Linked DNA regions of Zea mays: region 1 is linked to region 2. A link is a contact called in public Hi-C data. All regions are on one chromosome and are shown on one strand. The core of a region is the stretch at or near the end of the contact, and the rest is flanking DNA. Distances in the headings are between cores, read along the strand shown. Region 1 holds the start of LOC100381274. Region 2 has its middle 39 kb from the start of LOC109942259.

What was found. Hi-C and Micro-C count contacts between places; a contact is called where the count stands out from the background.
Region 1: a Hi-C map of ear shows a contact between it and region 2, with 2.9 times the contacts expected there. The contact joins the promoter of LOC100381274 here to the enhancer-like site in region 2. A contact is called at or near these places in 3 of 25 Hi-C or Micro-C datasets (ear, leaf and seedling).

What each region holds. Positions count from the first base shown.
Region 1 is chr9:32,755,717-32,762,337 of Zm-B73-REFERENCE-NAM-5.0, forward strand. LOC100381274 reads left to right here and starts at 3,246. Exons shown (of 5, transcript NM_001195849.2): 1 at 3,246-3,450. It overlaps LOC103639869 (dnaJ protein homolog 2), which reads left to right. Exons shown (of 5, transcript XM_008662555.2): 2 at 458-524; 3 at 628-904; 4 at 1,017-1,215; 5 at 1,804-2,232. The coding sequence ends at 2,123.
Region 2 is chr9:32,687,524-32,693,964 of Zm-B73-REFERENCE-NAM-5.0, forward strand. No RefSeq gene overlaps it. Among protein-coding and RNA genes, the nearest start is that of LOC109942259, 39 kb to the right of the region's middle. Within about 2 kb of position 3,803, at least 17 of the 20 cell types and tissues checked have an H3K27ac peak or open chromatin away from gene starts, as enhancers often do. A contact at or near this core is called in ear, leaf and seedling, where this site is marked.

The sequences.
Region 1 (6,621 bases), core at 1,996-4,495, 68 kb after region 2:
GTTCTACCAGATACTGATGCTTCAGCTTCACAGGATCAAATCACATCGCAGTAACTGCCATTTGCAAATTCTTATCTTGTCCATATGAGTCACTGGTTAATTATATTGGCAAGATCTGTGCTGCCAATGGTGATTATGATAGTCGCTTTGAATGAAGATATATTTGGTTCTGCTCAGTGTACCTAAACTAGAATACTTAGTGTAATAAATCGCTCCTGTTTGAACATGTAAATAAATTTTGTAAAGCAGTTGATAATGGCATGTGTTCTGTTCAATAGAATCCGTTACAGAGACATCTTTTGTCTGTGCTTATATACACCAGAACTGTCTGCAAATGAGACTTAATTCTTTATTTATGATATGTTTGTCTAACCGATGCTATATCCACGATTGCTATGTCAGAATAACCTTGGCATTTATATGGTTGCCAGAATCCATGTTGTGTGTAGCACTTGATTATGGCACAATGGCACATCAAAGAAGCTCTCTCTGTCCCGCAATGTCCTCTCCTCCAAGTGCAATGGGTAGGTCATCTGAATCCACAACACAAGGATGCCAAAAACTCAATTACAGTATGCTTTCTATATTAGATTCTTAGGATCTCATTGTGTGCTTGTAATCGTGCAGTAAGGGTTCCAAGTCTGGAGCTTCGTCGAGGTGTGCTGGTTGTCAATGTTCTGGCTTCAAGGTCCAAATCCGGCAGTTGGGACCTGGAATGATTCAGCAAATGCAACATCCTTGCAATGAGTGCAAGGGTTCTGGAGAGACCATCAGCGATAAAGATAGATGCCCACAATGCAAAGGTGATAAAGTCGTGTCGGAGAAGAAAGTTTTTGAAGTGGTAGTTGAGAAAGGTATGCAGAACGGACATAAGATCACATTCCCTGGCGAAGCTGATGAAGCGGTAATGACTCCTTAGTCCTCAGTTCTAAAGTTATTCCTCTGGCACAAACTAAACTTCTGTTCTAACTAATGTGTGCAACCTTGGGTTCTAACTATCTTGTGCTCATGTGCAGCCTGATACTGCCACTGGAGATATCATCTTTGTTCTCCAGCAAAAGGAGCATCCCAAGTTCAAGAGAAAGGGCGATGACCTCTTCTACGAGCACACACTGACCTTGATTGAATCTCTGTGTAGCTTCCAGTTTGTTCTGACTCACATGGATAACAGGCAAATGCTGATCAAATTGAACCATGGCGAAGTTGTGAAGCCTAGTGGGTGATTCTGACGTATGATTATGATTCTGCCTTCGTGATTTGGCCAATGCTCATTGATTACTTTAAATTTGTGCAGATTCTTTCAAGGCAATCAACGATGAAGGCATGCCCATGTATCAGAGGCCCTTCATAAAGGGCAAGCTGTACATCCACTTCTCAGTGGAGTTCTCGGACTACATCGTTACCTTTTAGTAAAACTAATATGGTATTCTTTTTATTTATTCTTTATATATTGGACGACTATTTATTCTTTATATATTGGACGACCTCAGTGAGTGAGACCCTACAAGATACATGAGCTTCATGTGTTCATCCGTATCTCCTGAAACTTTTCCCTATCCATAGTTCCATGTAGAGGTGGTGGTATGGCGAGCCGCGCCGGCTCGGCTTGGGTATCTGGCGAGCTCGGAAACCGGTTCAGTTTGACGGAGGCTCACGAGTCTACTACATTCAGTATCACAGTACATAGACACGTATATTTTATATAAAAATTATTGTATAGCCTGGTGGGTGATTCTGACGTATGATTATGATTCTGCCTTCGTGATTTGGCCAATGCTCATTGATTACTTTAAATTTGTGCAGATTCTTTCAAGGCAATCAACGATGAAGGCATGCCCATGTATCAGAGGCCCTTCATAAAGGGCAAGCTGTACATCCACTTCTCAGTGGAGTTCTCGGACTCGTTGAGCCCGGAGCAGTGCAAGGCCCTAGAGGTTGTTCTCCCGCCCAAGCCAGTATCACAGTACACTGACATGGAGCTGGACGAGTGTGAGGATACGATGCCCTACGACGTGAACATCGAAGAGGAGATGCGGAGGCGGCAGCAGCAGCACCAGGAGGCCTACGACGAGGACGATAATGTGCCAGGCGGTGGGCAGAGGGTGCAGTGCGCCCAGCAGTAGGCAGCTTGCGACAAATTTGTTGTTTCGCTTTGGGCGACTATTGAGTTTACCCGCTTGTATTGGTCTTATGATACTTCGGTTACAAGAGTGCAGTATTACTAAGGATTAGTTCCTATATAATGGCACATTGACACTAACATTGTTATGCATTTTAATGTACCCGTAGCAACGCACGGGCATAGACCTAGTTATGCTAAGATGAGAATAACAATACAAGTGATCCAATGAACCTTTTATATTTCTTATTTCTTGTATCTTCTATTGCTCTCACTATTTGGGTATTACACAGCTTTGTAACTTTGGGAGTGTTTGAATGCACTAGACTACAAGAGCTAATAGTTAACTACTAAAATTAATTAAAGGTATTCAAACAATCTAGCTAATAATTTAGCTACTAACTACTTTTATAAGATTAACTAATAGTTAGCTAGCTAATTTTACTAGCAGTTTTTTCGCGAGCTAACTATTAGCTTAGTACATTTAAACATTCTTTATTCACTGCTAATCCACTTCTAAGCTAGTTTAATTTGGAAGCCTCAAAAACCGACCGACTCACGTCACCTCGCACCCGTGTGAAAAAAACACCTTTGTGGTATAAGCAGCCTTTAGAAGCACACAAAAGGGAAATGGGGGTGTTTGGAATGGCTTTCAGTTCCAGTTTTAGTGTGGAGCTATAATTTATAATATTAATTTAGATAATTTAAAAATATTTTTAATTAAAAAATAAATAAAATAATTTATCTAAAAGTTTTATAAATTCTCGTGGCTTTAGCTTTACGATTTTCTGGAGCACCTGGGCTCTATATGTGATAACTCTAACTTTAAAAAATTTAGTAAAGTTGGTGGAACAGGTAATTAGGTGCTTCAGGAAATCGTAGAGCTAAAACTGTAAGACTTTAGAAAACATTTAGATAAGTCATTTTATTTATTATTTAGATTAAAAATATTTTTGAACTAATTAAAACTACACCGGGCTGAAATATGGAGCCATCTCAACTTGTTTTACTAGCTCCACCATTTTTTTTGGAGTGGACCCAATTCCAAAGAGGGCCGAATTATCATCCGGTTCGGACCGGTTTTCACGCCTCCGAAGGCCGGGCAGGCAGGCAGCACCCGCGGAGACGCGGAGCCTCCACTCCTCGTATCGCTTCCTCCTCTGGATCTAGCCGACGCCGCCCTCATCCTGTCACCCACCGACGTCGCCGTCGCCGTCGCCACCTATATCACCCACCGCCTCTGAAGAAGAAGACGCGGATCCGAGGGTAGTTAACTGCTGAAGAAGAAGATCCGGTACGGAGAAGACGCGGAGCAGTACTTCTCCGATCTGGTGAGCTTCCACCCATTTTGGATTCTGTCCGTCGCCGGCGCGCGGACCTCCCTCCTCCTCTCTTGGTCCGCCGCCTGTTCATCCCGCCCGCGCCTCCTGGGGCTTCCTATCCACCTCCGCTCGAACGGCCTCCCTCACCTCGCTGCCGGTCGCGGGCAGGCGGCGGCTCCAGGTGCTCATGGCCCGGCCGGAGTCCACATCTTAACGAAGGAAATTCTGGTGTTATTTAAACTCCAAAGGAACAAATCAATGTGCATGTGCTTGGATTTCGGAATCGTCTTTCCAGTTTCTTACAATATAATAGTAGTTGCTGTTCGATAATTCACCAACTGATGTCGATGTCATGTACGGCCGCCCCTACGTCAGGCAACGGCGTACCCGTGACATACGGCGTGCGCGTGAGCGCGCTGAACACGCCCAAGAGGCAACAGCCGCAGGTTCCATTGGATAAGATCGGGAAATCACCACTACGAGCGTCGGCCAGCAGCAGATCAGGGCGCAGGAATAGCTGCAGTTGCTAGTAGCTAGAAAATTGGAGGTTTGTTTAGAAGATAAGCTCACGGCCAGCAACAGATCAGAGCTGGCCGCTGCTAGCAAATAGGGATAAGTTGTTAAGAAGTTGTTTAGGAAGATAAGTATAGAGAAGAAATAGGAGTTGGTTTGGCTGGCCTGGCTATATATAAAGCAGGCGGTTCTTTTAATAAGGCAAGCATGAATTATATCCCAAATCTCTTCTTCTCTGTTAAGCCTACGGTTGAGGGGAATAACCTCACCGGAGAAGACGGCCGACGGCTACGAGCTGCGTAGCCGCGGTCCGGCCACCCAAGGGCTCGACGCCCTTGACAACTTGGTATCGCGATCCCGGCGATCCTCTCCCACTCGCTCCAATCCTTCATCCACAGCCGCTGCAACCCACACCAGCCCTCCACCTTCACCCCAATCTTCCACCGACTCGGCCCTGCAACCAGCCACCATGGCCGAGCCGTCCATGCAGGACGTGATGGAGATGCTTAGGGCCATCACCACCAAGATGTCCACCATGGAGGCTGACATGGCCGCCATGAAGGAAAAGTCGGCGTCGACGTCGGATTACGGCGCCGGGGGACGCGCAGAGATGCCGCGCGATCTGGATCGCCCACCTAAATTTCAGAAGCTGGACTTCCCACGCTACGACGGCAAGTCCGATCCTATGCTCTTCCTCAACAAGTGTGAGTCGTATTTCCGCCAGCAGCGCACCATGGGGGAGGAGCGCGTTTGGATGGCCTCATACAACCTGGAGGACGTCGCGCAGCTGTGGTACATCCAACTCCAGGAGGACGAGGGCACGCCAACCTGGGGACGGTTCAGGGACCTCCTCAACTTACGGTTTGGACCTCCCCTCCGTTCGGCCCCGCTGTTCGAGCTCGCAGAATGCAGGCGCACAGGGACCGTGGAAGAGTATGCAAATAGATTCCAGGCCCTTCTCCCTCGCGCCGGTCGTCTCGACGAACACCAGCGCGTCCAGCTCTTCACCGGCGGCCTGCTGCCACCACTCAGCCATGCCGTTCGCATCCACAACCCGGAGTCGCTCGCATCAGCCATGAGCCTGGCGCGCCAAGTGGAGTTGATGGAGGCCGACCGGCTGGTGCAGCCTGCACCTCGGGCGCCCTCGCGCGGTCTGCTGTCCGCACCGGCGCCACGTCCAGCGCTTCCAGCGCCCCAGCAGCCGCTGGCGCTCCCTGCACCACCGAGGGCCACCCAGCAGGGCCGTGGCGAGGACAATCAACGGCGCCTCACCCCCGACGAGATGGCGGAGCGGCGCCGCATGGGCCTCTGTTTTAACTGCAATGAAAAGTACACGCGTGGCCACAACCGGTTTTGCAGACGCATTTTTTTCATGGAGGGCGTGGAGATTGAAGACACTAACGACGAGCCTCCGGACGCTGACGGTGAGGCCCCCTGTTTCTCCCTGCAGGCCCTGGCCGGGGTGCCTGTGGCTGACACCATGCAGATCGCCGTCGCGCTTGGTGCCGCCTCGCTGGTCGCCCTCCTCGATTCCGGCAGCACCCACAACTTCATATCCGAGGCGGCGGCGCGGCGCACGGGTCTGCCCCTTCACCAGCGGCCACGTCTCACCGCCATGGTCGCCAACGGCGAGCGCGTCACCTGCGCCGGGGTCCTCCGTGACGCCCCCCTCACCATCGACGGTACCCCGTTCCCGGCCGATCTCTACGTCATGCCGCTCGCTGGGTACGATGTCGTCCTCGGCACACGGTGGCTGGGCGCGCTGGGTCCTATTGTGTGGGACCTGGGCAGCCGGCGCATGAAGTTCCAATTCCAGGGGCGCCCGATATGCTGGACCGGCGTCTCGGCTGCCAGTCCCACAGCAATCAGCGCCACGGTGGCGAGCGAGCAGTTCCTCGACGCACTCCTGGACTCCTTCAGTTCCGTCTTCGCCGAGCCGACCGGTCTGCCACCGCAGCGCGCCCACGACCACCGCATCACCCTGACGCCGGGCGCGCAGCCTGTGGCAGTCCGGCCATACCGGTACCCGGCTGCCCACAAAGACGAGCTGGAACGCCAGTGCGCCGCCATGATGGAGCAAGGGATCGTACGACGCAGCGACTCGCCCTTCTCGTCGCCGGTCCTCCTCGTCAAGAAGCCCGACGGGTCCTGGCGCTTTTGCGTTGATTACCGCGCCCTCAACGCGCTCACGGTGAAGGACGCCTTTCCCATTCCCGTGGTCGACGAGCTGCTGGACGAGCTCCATGGGGCACGGTACTTCTCCAAGCTGGACCTGCGTTCGGGGTACCACCAAGTGCGCATGCGTCCGGAAGATATTCACAAGACGGCGTTCCGCACTCACGATGGGCTGTACGAGTTCCTGGTGATGGCGTTCGGCCTCTGCAACGCGCCAGCAACGTTCCAGGCGCTCATGAACGACGTGCTCCGCCCGTTTCTCCGCCGGTTCGTCCTTGTCTTTTTTGACGATATTCTCATATACAGCAAGACATGGGCAGACCATCTTCGACACCTCCGCGCCGTGCTCGACGAGCTGCACCGCCACCACCTCTTCGTCAAGCGTACAAAGTGTGCGTTCGCTGCCCCGTCCGTCGCCTACCTGGGCCACGTAATCTCGGCGGCGGGTGTGGCCATGGACCCAGCCAAGGTGCAGGCCATCGTCGACTGGCC
Region 2 (6,441 bases), core at 2,553-5,052:
TTGCGGACAGCAGAGTTACTGGAGCATGGCGGGGGCTGTATCAGAGGCGGAAGCGACGTCGCTTCGGCCGTCGAGGACTGGCAGCTGCGCCGAGGACGAGGGCAAGGGCGTGAGGCGGCTACGGCTGAGTGCGGCGAGGTCGGGGGAGGAGGTACGGGCGCGACGTGATGTGAGGGACGGCGTAGAGTTGTGGTTGATAAAATTTTCGGGTCCGATTCAAGGCCACGCGTCCACACACGAAGGGGCAGCGTTGTCACCGTACGCGTGAAACACGGACATGCCTCTAATTCCTAGCGGATTTTAACAAGAAGTAATAAGAGATCGTAGGGAGCGGGTGGCGGTTGCATGGGCTCACCTAGTCCCTGGCTAAAGGCCACGCGCGGAGACAGTCTATTCACGAAGGATTTATCTCTACAACTTTCTATGAACTTGTTCAGTTTACTACTAGAGCATCTACATCAGTTCTCTAAAAAATGCCCTGTAAACTCTGATTTAACAATTTACGGAATGTATGTTACCAACAAAAACAAGCTTAGTCTCCAACGGTTCCTGATTTTTAAGTTGTTAAATATTTTTAAATTATACTAACTCTATGGTAAATTTATTATTTTCACAACTTAAATCATTTAAAGTGCATCACTTGTACACGGGTGTGAAATCTATAGCAACAAATGATTTCACAGTGTGATTAATGAGCAAAAGAGGCTATTAGGAGCGCGAAACAACTCCCCGCATTTAAAAACTAAATAGGGATAAATAGTAAGTTGGTATATATAGGGACCTCATTTAAGGAACTATTGGAGCATAATTTTTTGTTACTAACACTTTAAATTAAGTTTAGAGAGGTTTTTAGGAACTACTGGAGATGCTGGCCACAATCTGCCTAAGCTTAGTCGCTTGAGGCTTGAGGCGATGTTTGGACGTTGTCGAGCAATTCCCAGAGCTCCGGTCGGTGATTGATCGAAGAATGCGCACAGCCACCCTCATCGTGGTCCGGTGATGCTCTCGAATCCTAACCATAGGGCGAAGGCGCCACACAGCTTGATCTCCGCGGCGGCGGCCACCAGCGTCATTCTCCCTGGTAGCAAGGCGACGTTCTCTCGATGCGAGCACTGCAATGGACACTACACGGCTATGGTTCTAGGGGGCTCGCGACTCAATACTTATATACCCACATGATGACTTCCAACAACCTCCGATTTGGATGGAAGTTTGTTACAGCGTTCGCCGCGCGCGAGCTCTCTATCAAGGCGCACAGGCGAAGGGGCTGACGGGTGGGGCCACAGTCCAGCGACCGCGTGTGGAGAGGCGCGGCCGATGCAATGGCCTGTGGGGCTCGGGTGTTGGCGCCAGGTTGAGGCACGAGCTGGCGCTGGAGGCATGGCTTAATGGGCCAAAAGCGGTCCAAGAGCTAAGAGGAAGCTCTCACATCTTTTTATTTTTCTTTTGATTTCTATTTCTATTTCTATTTTGTTTTCAAATCAAATTCAAATTCCAAAAAGGTTCTAATTCGAAACCATCATAGGTGCAAATCATTATTTTAGGGATGTAGTTAGTCGTATAGTTCATTAGATATTAGCATTCACTACTTATTTGGTTTGGAAAAAAGTAACATATAGTCTTCCATCACAAGTCACTTGGATTCAAATATATTTCAAAGAGTATTTCCAATACAAATTAAATGCACAGTCAAAATCTTTGGCATGATGCATGATTTCAAACTTTATTTCATTTTTTTAATAGGAACATGTCTCATAAATAAAACATAGACTTAAAATAAACTCTAGTTTTATTCCACCAAGAACTAGCTAATAATTTAAACCATATTTTAAGGGTTTACACCTGTTTGGTTCCTTTAGTCTAGGGACTAAAATTTAGTCCCTGACGTGTTTGGTTGAAGGGACTGAAAGGATTACGATGTCCAAGAGGGGGTGAATTGGGCTTTTCTAAAATTCCAATAAAAGTTAACCCCTAAGCATGAGCTCATCTTCATCCAAACTACTAGCAAGGTAAATACTAATAGATAAACAACAACCCTAAGTCATTACAACAAATACTAACTAAGCAATTGCATAAAGTAAAATGCTCAAAGTAAATGAGGAATGTAAAATAAGGGTAAGAAGACTCCTCCAATTTTTTTATCGAGGTATCGAAGAGTCGACACTCTTCCCTAGTCCTCGTTGAAGCATCCACGCAAAGGTATCGCTCCCCCTTGGTCCTCGCAAGAACCAAGTGCTCTCTCTAAGATGATCCTTTGCCACTCTGGCGTGTTGGATCCCTCACGATCGCGTACAAACTTGAGTCGGGTCACCAACAAGTCCTCCAGGGTGATCACCGCACTCCAATCGTCACCAAGCCATCTAGGTGATGCCGATCACCAAGAGTAACAACATATAGACTTTCACCAAGAGTAACAACATATAGACTTTCACTTGACCAAGAGAAGCCTAATGCATGTGGTGTATGCTCTAGGTGGCTCTCATGCGCACTAATGAGGTCCTAACACTGATTATGATTTTCTAATCACCTCACTAGGTTTTGTGGGACTTGCAATGCACTAGCAACGAATACAAGTGAATGTGGGCAGCAAGACACTTAATGTGGCTGGTGAAGGGGTTATAAATAGCCCCAACCATCAAAACTAGCTGTTATTGTAGGCTGTTGTGCATTGCCGCACCGGACGGTCCGGTGCGCCAACGGTGTGCTGCAACGGCTAGTTCTGACAGCTAGTCGTTGCTCTGACAGCACACCTGACAGCGAACAGTGATTGTCTGGTGTGCACCGGATAGTTCAGTGTGTGCGCTAAAATTCGCCTACGTGAACTCGTTGCTCTCGGGTTTTCCCGGGGCAGCCTGGCCCCACTGTCAGGGGTCGCACCGGACAGTCCGGTGCCTCTAAGACAGCAAATCCAACTTATTTTCCTTTGGTTTTTCTAACCCGATTTCGTTCTAACTCGTGAGTGTGTTATAGAGTGACACCTAGAGGTTGTGAGTGTGAACATGTACCAACACTACACTAGAATTCTCTTGGTCAAACTACTCATTCACAACCCCTCTTTATAGTACGGCTAAAGTAAAAATAGAAGACCTAATTCTATACCAAGTGTGCGCAACTCCTTCGACACTCGGAATATAAAGACCTTCATCTTTAGATTCGTCTTTTTCGGCTGTCGCTTCAAGTTCTCATCTAAGGGATTGTTTTCACCGTTGCAACGCAACCTCTTGTAATGCGACCTAACTTACCATTTGCTCTGTAGAACACACGTTAGTCACATATAATCTTAAGTTGTCGTCATTAACACTAAAATCAACCATGGGCCTAGTTGCTTTCAAGGTACTAAAAGTATTAGAAACGTATTAAATGACTCATAAGAGACTAAAATTCCCTTTAACATTCTCGCACTGTTAGTGTAACTAAAAAATGAGGGCAAAAAGATAAAATTAATATGGTTTAATCTCCTTTAGTCACCCCTCGAGGGAGCAGGACTAAAGCAGTTTAGTTCCTATTTTAGTTGCGCCGATTAGCTATTTAGGGACTAAATAATACTAAAATAGAAGAATTAATCTTTAGTCACTTGAAAAAAAGGACCTTAGTAAGATGTGTAATACTTTTTTTCTCGTTCTCTCCTGATGATGCAATTATGCAAACACGAAGAGACGAAAGACCGTAGTAGAGGCTAATCTTCTCTTTTATCGTCTAAACATCGTTTTGTTTTAATTAGCCCACGTGATCATCTGTAGAGTTTGCAGACATGGGCCAAATCCAAAGAGCCATATCATTCCTGAAAACACCCAAAATCGCGAAACAACGGCCCATGTTCGGCGAGAGACAGAGAACAAGATACAACAGTGGTTCATCATAGAGGCTGGAGTGCCGTGCTGGGCCGCAAAAACGAACCCGCAACTGTTGCGCCAATGGGCATTCCCAACTACTCCCTCTGTTCCTCTTAATTTTTATATGTTCTATATTTAAATTAAAGAAGATAAAACTAGACATATATATATAACATATATATTAAATATTATATAAATCTAGTAATTAATTAAAACGAATTTTAGTTTGTGACGGATGGAGTGTATCAACTCCTTCGATTCGAGATCACTAGTGCAACTTCACCTAGCTAGAATTACCAACCTGCGATCGAAAGGAAAAGTGTATGACCGCCTAGAAATACGAGTCCATGGACATGGACGGACTGAGTTCGTATACGTATAATATGATGGCCGTTCTGCATGGTAGCTAGCAAAAAAAGCAGCAAGCTAGCTGTTTATAGATAACCCGAACGCTGACAGCTAGACATTCAGATAGATAGGAGGAGGAGGTTGAGCGTGAAGAGCAGGAGGCTTTTCCGATGTAGAAAAAGACTGATTTGATGGCCTAATTCCTTTGACTTTCAGTGAAAGAAAGAAATCTCCGGCTTTCTAGACTGACCCACACCCCACATGCTTCTTTTTCACTCTGACATGGAACCTCACTCCAACTGAACGAAGAACCCCTACTGCATTTGAACCGTGCCCGATCTCTCTCTCTATTTCTCTCTCACACACACAGCTGAGTAAGTGTTGGCTCGTGCTTTCGGGTTCCCAGATAAACCACAGCATATGAGACTAGAGTCCTTAAATTGACGCAAAAAGGAAAGAAAGAAAGAAAGAAAGTTAGTGTTGGCACACATGCATGCAGATCACACACCCACAACAGGATTTAATTACATGCTGATATGCATAGGACCGATTCAAATCCGGCGCTCTTTACACTATATACCAAAGTGTCGATCGTCGTCAAAGCCCCTTTACCACAGCGTGCCGTGTTGCCTTTTTGAAGAAACGGAGACCTTTCGCTGCTTCTACTCTTCTAGTCCGCATTGCCCCTAGTTATTACCTAATAATAACGTTAATTTTGACCGCACTACACTACACTCGCTCGCTTGGACTCGATTCTACTATACCTTTTCGTGCTAGCTAATTGCTGCTCTTTATCTGCCCATTAAGGATTCTTCAAATCTTCTGAAAATGAGCTATAGCTAGTGCGGCGACGGTCGTCGGCGCGTGCTGGTACCCTGAAGATATAACTACCACCACCGTCCACCACTAAGGTGGAGGGCTAGCTAGTATTCTATGGAAGGGATGATGATGATAATGGTGATGATGATGGGCATGGTAGGACGAATATTAGACTACCGGCGGGATCCGCGCGTGTTTGTTACTCCTTGACGAAATCGGTTTCTTTTTTCCAACACTTTGAACTCCTTAATTAGATCATGTGTTCACACTCTTTCCCTTCGCTGTCAGGTTTAATTTCCTGGTGGGTCAAACTGCACAGGCACAGCGTTCTCCAAGGAAAACGACGACGCTAGCTGCATGCCGTCCGCCATTTCTCCGATCCGTTGGTGAGAGAGAGTCAGAGAGAGAGAGAGTGAGACCGACGTGTGCAGCCTCACAAGATACCGAAACACAGGTGCATCTCGACTTCTTACGGTCGAAATAAAACATTGTTACTGTTGCGGCAAAGGCGAAGACGCTACCCTTCGCTCCAGCCTTCGTCTATCTCGCTGCACCAACGTAAGCAAAACGACCGGCGAGGTCCACCCTTCGTCTACACTACAAGACAAAGGTCTACGACGACGTCGCCCCATCCCATGTCCTCACCCGACCTGGAGGCCCACGTGGGATTCGGCCTATTGTAATAGGCCCCGCACGAAGAAGTGTGTTACGGGCCCGATTTATAATGGCTTTTCTGTAATGACAGTCTATAACCCTCCTTTATAGGAATATTCCGGGGATAGTCCAGGTGCCTGAGGGTACATGCGTCCTTACATCGAGATGTTGGGTACTCAGGCACCTATAAATACCCCCGTACAGTGTCCTTGAGGGGCGGGATTAACAAAGCAATTGCCATCTCGAGTCAAAACCTTGTTTACGTTAATTTCACTCCCCCTTTGGATCAACTTGCCTAGGAGAGCAAGTTTCAACATTTGGCGCCCACCATTCATGCTACGAAAAAACCACCCGCGATGGCACCCAAGAGAGCTAGCTCGAAGGCAGCCCCATCCGTTGACGAAGCAGCGAAGGCAGCGCTGCTGGCCGAGAAAAAGGGCAAGGCCCTTGCAGACACCACCCACCAAGAAGCCTACGAAGACGACGCACTCAGCAAGAGACAGCGCAATGATCAACCAACTCCCGAAGGCACCCTCCGCACCTGTAGCTCCGGAGGACAACCGCAAGCACCCCCAGGCTTCGCTCCACTAGAGGGCAAGGACGCCACAGAGGATGGTGAAGTCATCGGCATTTCAGCACAGGAACAACTACAACTGCGGGCCTTGCGCATCAAGAACCGTAACCTCCAGAAGCAGAAAGAGATCCTCGAGGCCAAGCGCCAACGTGTCTCTGTGCAGGCCAAGGTGCGCTAGATGATACGAGACGAGGAGCAGAGGGCTCAGGAACT